2 separate regions of the Lactuca sativa genome follow, and region 2 is linked to region 1. The links are chromatin contacts, called in public Hi-C maps. All regions are on one chromosome and are shown on one strand. Each heading gives the region's core, a stretch centred on a gene start, on an enhancer-like site or on the middle of the called end of the contact. The rest is flanking DNA. Distances are from core to core; before and after follow the strand shown. Region 1 holds the start of LOC111885065 (ATP synthase subunit O, mitochondrial). Region 2 holds the start of LOC111885075 (E3 ubiquitin-protein ligase BIG BROTHER).

The links. A called contact is a pair of places that touch in the nucleus more often than the background predicts.
Region 2: a contact with region 1 is called in a Hi-C map of seed, with 4 times the contacts expected there. The contact joins the promoter of LOC111885075 here to the promoter of LOC111885065 in region 1. A contact is called at or near these places in 2 of 4 Hi-C or Micro-C datasets (leaf and seed).

The regions. Positions count from the first base shown.
Region 1 is chr1:168,938,228-168,942,677 of Lsat_Salinas_v11, forward strand. LOC111885065 (ATP synthase subunit O, mitochondrial) reads right to left here and starts at 1,956. Exons shown (of 6, transcript XM_052764422.1): 1 at 1,683-1,956; 2 at 783-833; 3 at 452-695; 4 at 234-346; 5 at 1-66. The coding sequence starts at 1,811.
Region 2 is chr1:169,367,661-169,372,110 of Lsat_Salinas_v11, forward strand. LOC111885075 (E3 ubiquitin-protein ligase BIG BROTHER) reads right to left here and starts at 2,476. Exons shown (of 8, transcript XM_052764425.1): 1 at 2,290-2,476; 2 at 1,115-1,297; 3 at 773-1,007; 4 at 427-461; 5 at 1-31. The coding sequence starts at 1,261.

The sequences.
Region 1 (4,450 bases), core at 706-3,205:
CTTTCCTTTCCCAAGAATCTCCTGTAAAGTGTCTTTCAGTTCTTTCTCCTCTTCAGCAGGAAGTGGCTGAATGAAATCAATTCAAGACCAAACTAAGTATTTCTTATTATAGCATTCTATTTTTAAAAAAAATAATAAATCTAACCAATTAAATCAAAATCAATGTTGTCCAAATATAAGGCTATAAATGTCTTTTGTTGATTTGAATGATGTTTGAAAAGGAAGCAACTTACAATGACAGTGGTAACAATGGCTTTGACTTCTCCTCTGTGTGCCATGGTCAAGTCTGAAAATCTCTTTGCAATGGTGTCCACATGGCGGAGCCTCCCGTTATCAGCCAGAACAACTGATGGATTAGAATTTACAAATCACAACAAAATTCAAGAACTGTGATATGCTGTAATATGAATCATAAAGAAATGAATGTTGGTATATTTTGCATTTTACATACCTAAAAAGTTCTTTGTGATTTCTGAAAATTTAGCTTGATCACAGATCTGAGTCATAGCCTTGACTCGGGTATCTGCTGGCACTGCCAAATCCTTCATGAACTGTGAAAAAGTTGGAGATTTCTGAGAAGCAGCAACAAGATCAAGAAGCTCTGCTTCAACCTTTTCCAATGTTTTGGCTTTTGCAGCTGCAATATATAATGCAGACGCGTAGTTTCCAGACCCCCCAAACATCGCCACTGGAACCTGAACAACTTACTTTATATGTTTACTTATTTACAATTAACAAAAAATAAACTATTTAAGTAAAGTAGTACACAATAACACCATTACCTTAATCTTTGGTTCCTTTGTTGGAGAAGCAGAGGCAAAGTTCCTTGATTGCTGCAAATAAAATGATCCCTAAATTAGCAAACTTGCATTTCAATCATTGCAGTTACAATGGGCAATGAAAAAGAATATATGATAAGTTTTGTTTGGCCTTTCTATTACTCCTGCCCCATAAACAAATGCCCTTTACCAATTACTCAACTTCAGCATCTTAACAATGTTCTAATCATATTAATCGGTGCTAAATCAAACACCTTCAGTGATATATATTGGCTGAACAAGATTGTAATGTCCATCAATTAAATGTATGGAGACTGCTCAAGGATAGGTTGATTCAGGCTCAGAGATGGATGATATTGTAATTTAAGGATTATACTTGAAGAAAACCCATTGATTTAAGTTGGGACAAATGACAGATAGTTATAGCAATAAGACATTAAGACATAATTAAGAATAAGATAGAACAACATTAATATGGTGGTAAAAAGATGTGAGAGGCAATAACAAGGTAGTTTACATGAAAACAATCAACTTCAAACACTACAAATTCATTTCAGACCATAAGTTTTTTCATAACTATAGCTTCTTCTGCAACCCCATGTTTGCATATTCAAGTAACTGTGTTCTTTTCTGTTTTCTATGAAAAACTCGAATCATTTCTTTCTATCCATACACTAGTCTGTTTCTAAAATAAAATAATCCGCGTTATACAAACTACCACCCTCGTCCCATTTCACTAATACTTATTCATTTGAAAAGTCAAATCAGCTACATACAGCTTAAACAAAAAAAAATCACATAACAAAGCAAAAACCGCATAAAACCAGTATCTTGAAAACAAAGCAAGAAGAAAAAACATTTACTGGTTCTAAATTTCAAGATAGTGAAATAAATTATCACCACCTGGGGATCGGTGAAATTAGGGCAGATCAAAGCTCGTTCGACATTCAATCTCTGAGCTGATACAGAATCTGACATCAGAGCCTTGGTAAAGCGAGGGACGCTTGATCTGATTCTCCCAGCCATTGCCATTTGGATCGAGGCCTAAGCGAATCCACACAGAGAGAAGAAAAGAGAAGGAGATGGAGAATTGAAACTGTGGGGGGACGTTTGTCGAATAAGGTGAAGTAGCGGAGGGTTTGTGTTTGGGCACAAGGGCTTCGATGGCGTTGCCTGTTAGACAATTTTACCCTCACACTTAGATTATGTCATTATATGGCAACTAAATATTGATTTTGATTTTAAATTGTCCGATCATTTGATTTTTATGCACTACAAGTATATAAACTTTTAGGGGTGTTTGGCTAAGCTTATTATTAAAATAACTTATTAGTTTGTTAGCAGCTCCACACCGATATAAGTTAAAAAAAATATTATGGATAAAAATAGCTTATTCCCGTGAGAACCATTAATAAGTCATTTTTTCATAGGTTACTCATTCTAACTTATTATCTTATAAGTCAATAAGCTAATAAGCTATAAGCTAATAAGCAATAAGTTTTTTACCATACACCCCCTAAATTGTCTGTTAAATAAGAGAATGGTGTCGGTTAATAGGTTGAGTGGATGACATAAAGTTGTTTTAAATAAGTTGTCTTTTTTCCTTCCCCTTTTATACATATGGCTTGTTTTGCCGCTACTGATATGGTAGTAAAGTCCAAGAAAGCTGAGAACCACCTAAAGGATCTTGAAGAAGCATTCAACATATTGGATAAGCTCAAATCTTCCAAATGTCATTTTGGAGTGGGAAATTCTTGGGCTAAATGGTAACAGAGAGAGGTATAGAAGCAAGTCCAAAACAGATCAAAGCAATCTTGGACCTTAAATCCCCAACCTCAACTAAAGATATTAAAAGATTGACAGGTAGAGTGGTGGCCTTAAACAGATTCATTTTTAAACCATCAGAAAGACACAAGCCTTTCTATGCTATCTTGAGGAAGAACAAGAGATTTGAATGGATATGTAACAATCGTTTTCCAAATTCGGGTTGTTTTCTTGATTAAGTGGTTAAAGTGTTAATTTGTAAGTTTTGGAGTATTGCGTTGTGTTTATATAAGAATAAAACTATGTAATACTATTAATTTTAAGTATAGAAATACTTATACATTTTTGGTCTTACGGTTTTTAAGACTACAACTCACTTTAAAGGAAATATTGGATTTTCTAGGAACAAACACTACATTTTTAAGAATGGTTATTTACTTATACACTACATTTACAAGTAAGGTTATTTACTTATACACTACATTTATAAGTATGGTTATTTACTTATACACAACATTTATAAGTATGATTATTTACTTATACACTCGATTTTTGGATAATAAAAATCACATGACAAGTCATACTTTTTATAAGCTTAGAAGTTATGGGAACTTTTATTTTATTAATGCTTTTGGATACATACCACACACACACATTCTTATTTTACGCTGAAGACATACAAATACAAAACATTTTACAAGGATACGATTTTTACACAAGGAAAAATATCGGATTTTTCTATAACTGAACTCTTATGAACTCCCCAACTTTATGTTGACTTTTAGAACGACATGTAATCTCAGGAAACAATTAAGCTCGAGTTAGTGGAGCTACTTTTGAAGACAAGACACCAGATATCATTATGAGAACTACTTTATTTGATAACATGCAAACCTTGTAATGTATTTTGATACTAAGTAACATTTGGGTCATGTAACTAATATATAATCATATGATATGATGATGGTTGTTTATGTAATTGTGTATCAATGTGTACAATAATTATGATACTGTGAACATCGTTCCACCCCCGGACGTTTCCTCCATCCGGTTTAGGGGTGTGACAAAAAGCATAAAACAAATACAACGATGAACCAACAATAAATATATACCAAAAGGAAATCTACATAGATATGTCGTAGAGTTGTTTAACAAAATTGGAGTGTATACGCCCATACATCACCGTTAAAACATACGAAAATAAAAGAAGTCTACATACCCAAAAAGTAACAACAAATAAAACATAACTAACCAACATACTCTTCGCCATACCCATCACTATCATCGTCATCATTGTCGTCATGACACGTCCGTAATGTGTCTGCCCCATCACCCGGTCGCTGGTAAGAGGGTGAAGCAAACCCCTAAAAGCGAACTAATCACTCATAACCCCTGCCACCCACTGCTGGGAATGACGGGCATCATGAACCTCCCTACTCAGCTCGTCCATGCGCCTAGAGAGATGGGTTATATCCATCTCAAGTTGCGGACCCCACTGAGCGGCAGGGGGAGCACATTAAACACGCTGCTGACGATAACCCAACTCAAAATCACTATCCTCTCCATGCTCCGGATCCACCTGACAGATGGGCATAACACCATCGTCAGAGGGACTCCTCAAAATCCGATTTGGCCCATGAACAATCGCTCGTAACCGCGTTAGAGTCGCCTCGTCCAACTTCCGAAGGGGATAATAAGTCATCCCATGAGTATCAACCCCATAGGACCGAGCCAAGCGGCAGATAAAATGGCCACCATAGATCTTCCTCCGTGGCTGAGATCCTAGAGCTAGACTAGAGGAGGAAAGAAAGGAAGCAATGACATAAGGGATGTGGAGGTGAACATCAGTATGAAGGAGGCACCATATAGGAAAAAGGTCGCCTGAAGGGACTATATCATGCTCCTCA
Region 2 (4,450 bases), core at 1,226-3,725, 430 kb after region 1:
TGTCTGGATCGATGTCATCCTGCCAAACAACCTGCAATGCACAAAACATCTTAGCAATTTGTTTCTGTATAATTATAGAATACTACTTTCATTTCTTTGTATTACAATATTGTACTTATAATTTTATGTACCCAAATTTAGCTTTCCACTTTCAACTTTTTCATACTAGGACATTTTACTTTGAAAAAACTACTCAATTATAGCAGTGAAAGTTGATCTGTGTTTGGATGAGTCGAAAAGATTGTTCAATGTAAAATGTGTAACAGAAAAAAAAAATGGAAGTAGGTTATGCTACAATAAACAAATTAATGAAAGTATATATTGCTATTTCTTGCATTTCACCCGATAATAATCTTGATTATAGACTCCACAAAAGAATGCATAAAACCCAATGAAGAAAAATAAATAAATAATAAAACTTAATACCTGAGAACTAGAAGCACTGTCATGATTTGGGCTACCTGCAAAATACAGAAAGATAGCTGATCATTCACCAGTGCTGAAATGAAGATTTAAGCTCAGGGATAAATGCAACACACTTTCATTTAGCTGTGCATTATATTATAGCATCCTATTTCATTTCTTTCTATTAATTTACAACATTGTATTTTCAAATTTTCTATATTTGAAAAATCTACTGAATTGTAGCAATGAAAATTGCTTTGCATTTGGATAATAACTGTAAGAGGAGGAAACGATGCTATAATAAACACAAATAAAAGAAAGTACATTGCTATTTCTTGAAGCTGGAAACATAAAAACAGGAACTGACATTCTTCAGGAATAGCTTGCATGCTTGGAACTGAATTCTCAGCTGATTGGACATCTGTGGTAGCAGATTCTGTGACATTCATCATTACAGGATACTCCCATGCACTTCGATTCATATCCATTCTTGGTGCATAATTGTGAACTTCATATGGATCATAATAAGGTACATTTCCAATACCAGGTAATGGTAATCCGTATTTGTATGAACTCATATTCATTGCCCAATATGCATGCTCCTATAAACAAAAGTATCAAGGAAACTCTAGTATCAGTATCACATAGCAGAAAGCCATGTAAAGAATCATACTTCTAAAAGGGTAATGAATTGTTAAAGCAAAACAACCTGATCATGGATAGGACCCGAATGAGGAAAATGTGAAGTTTGATGTGAAATTCCATCAAAGAAGTCCATGAAGCTCTCAGGGACTGTGTATGGGAATCCTGTGTTTATGTAATGGACCTCCATTTGTCGATTTCCATTTCCATCCATTGTGGATGATACTTTTAATTATCTTCACCAAAGAAACTGCATTAAAAGACCTTTTTCAGAATGCAAGTTAACTATAATTTCTGCCATAAAGTCAAAACTCCACAAGAAACAACCAAATATATCAGCACTTGAACATAAACCAACATATACCCCAAATTTGGAAAAGCAGAAATCAAGTTTATGGATGCCACTTCTTTACATAGACTTCTTAAATAATGTAACAGAGACAAAATGCAAAACAAAGTAACTAAGCTGGAGTCATAAAAATTTCATCTCAGATATGAATCGTAAAAGTCAAAACCTTAATTAATTTCGTGTATGGAAACAAATTAACTGAAAAGAAATGCCTCAACCAGCGAAAACCTAATACAAACATCGAGTTCAGTTTTTACATGTAGCAGAAACCAACACAGCTAGGAAATAGTAACGTATTGTTCATCTTCTTTACCTTCCATTAAAGAAAAGACCTAAAAAAAATGTTACATTGCACAATTCAAACTAGTTTCATGCTCAACATAACAATTTATTCAAACAAAACGGCAGTAACTAAAAAAAAATTCAAGTCAACCAACGTGCTAGGGCGAGAAACAAGCACACGCAGTTAGTCTAATTCCAACGAGAAACTGCTATATTCACGCCTTTTTCACCTCAACTCCCTCAAATTACAGCCGAAAACACAGAAATTCGTATAGAAATCAACCAATTCAAACACCGCTTACCAGTTTGATCAAACAAAATCCGCAGTAACACCGAATTTTACAGGCAGAATACCAGAAACAACCGCCGGTAGCCTTATTCATACATCAACATTTCCCCGTTGACACACTCGAAGATAAAATAAAAAGGAAATCAACTCTCAAAACGATCACTATATCATAAACGAAAAAAAAAAAAATTCACAAGCGATTGAACAGATACATACAGCAATCACACATTACACATAGTAATATGCATATCTCTACATACGTATACATATACTGAGACTAGAGAGAGGAGAGAGAAATAGAGAGAGATGACGAACATTGTACCGGTGGTTGGTCGGCCGGAGCAGAGGAAACGGACAAAATGAAAAAGTGAAAGGGGAAAAGAAAACTCTTGGTTGATCTTCCACACAGTATATGTATGTGTTTTTGTTTTTCTCTCTCTCTATATATGTATAGATACAGTAAACATATATAGACGGAAACTGTGACTGTCACTCTATCTCATCCGTTCTGTCACAATCTCCTTTCTCAACACTATTTTGGGGTGGGGGTAGTGTGGTGTGTTGGGTTATATGCGAACTTTTGATTCACGCAATCCGCCCCATTATATTGATTATATTTTACCATTCTTTTTTTACTAATTTACAAAAGAGTAAATTACATGAATGGTTTTATGGTTTTGGTTAATTTATACGTTTAGTCCCTAATTTATTTTTTTAACTTGTAAAGTTCATACTGTTTGTTTTTGTTACCTTCTTGATCTCCATCTTACCTAAAAATATTATTATTTAAATAGAGAAAAATGATAGGGTATGTAAGGTAATGTGAGGGGTGGGGTTGGGGGTGTGTTTATTTAAATAAATTAAAAAATCAAGGGCAAAATAGTCTTTTTAGGTAAGACAGGGACCAAGCGCATAACAAAAACAAACAGTAGGGACCTTCCGAGTTAAAACAATAAGTCAAGGACCAAACACGCAAATTACCCTAAACCATAGGGACCATTCATGTAGTGTACACATTAATTATTCCTTGATGATTTATTTATCCAAATCTAGTTTTATTATGAGCAGGATCGGCCCTAGGGACAGGGCAAACTGGACGATCGCTCTGAGCCTCACCAAATGTAACATCCCAACTTCCAGGTATGAGATTTATTTCCTAAAAGGTAAATTCCCCTTGGAACTCGTTGAGTTGATGGCCTCAACTCGACGTGTTGAAGACTTTTGGGTCGCACATATTTTTGGACCAACTCGACGAGTTGGTGGCTGATTAAGAAACCCTAATTTTTAGGGTGTTTCGCCATATTTAAAGGTCTTATACCCTTTGGGTGGCCTCCTTATCCGTCTCCTCTATCCAGAAAACCCTAGTTCGTGCATCCTCTCCCATATTTGTGTGTGTGTGAGCTTGAAGAGTGATTTCTTGGTGTTCTTTTGAAGGAGCTTGAAGTTTAAAGTGGTTTGTTTGAAAGGAAGGCTTTAGATCCAGAACCTACCATTTTGTTGCATCCATTTTGAGGTATAAAGTCGAAACATTGCTCATCTATTGCTTAGATCTCTTCCTTGGAGGTTTATTGTCATATTTGGCTCATTTTTTGGAATTTTCATGGGTTGAGTATTTCATGAAGTTGCCACTTTAGATCTGGACATCTTATGGCCTCATTGGACTTAAAGTTGTAAGCTTTATCGAGTTCTAGGCCTCTTTCATGCTTTAGGTCCCTTATTAAGCCTTTCTTGAGTCTTGGAGCCTCTTTTGTGTCATGCATGGACTTAAAGTTAGCAACTTTACGTGGGTTTCCAACCCTCGGGTATCCGATCTACATTTTTAAGCATTAGATTCGATAAGAAGGGGTTGAATATGTTAAGACTGGGAAAACTCGATGAGTTGTCGTGACAACTCGGTGAGTTGGCTCAAGTTTTCCCGCTTCTTTGGATACTGTGGGAACTCGACGAATTGTCCTAATAACTCATCAAGTTGGCTCGGGTTTTCCCCGCTTCTCTGAGTACTGTAGTAACTCGACGAGTTGGTATGTGCACTCGATGAGTTGGGTCAACACGGGCTGTTGACCTTGATTATTGACTTTGAATTTGACGATGGTTGACCAAGTTTGACTTTGAGGGAATTTTGGGTATTTTAGAGTTTTGATAGAAATTATCACATGGTGGTTGTAGGTATTTGAGTCTGGAGCTGAGTTTTGGAGTTGGATTTTACGAGTTCATCACTACTTTGTGAGGTGAGTATTCCTCACTGTACTTGTTGGGTCAAAGGCACCAAGGTCGTCCCCTCAGATTATTATCCTAGTTATCGTATAATTGAGTACTGTAGTAATCGGTTAATTTGAATCATGGTAAATATGATGATGTTATGCTTATTGATCTAAATGATTTGTGCTTGCATGCTGATTGAGTATGTGTTTATGAGCTATGTATATGTCGACATGTGTGTGTGGTTGGGTTGTAGCGGTCCTGCTTTGTGCTGGCATCCCGAA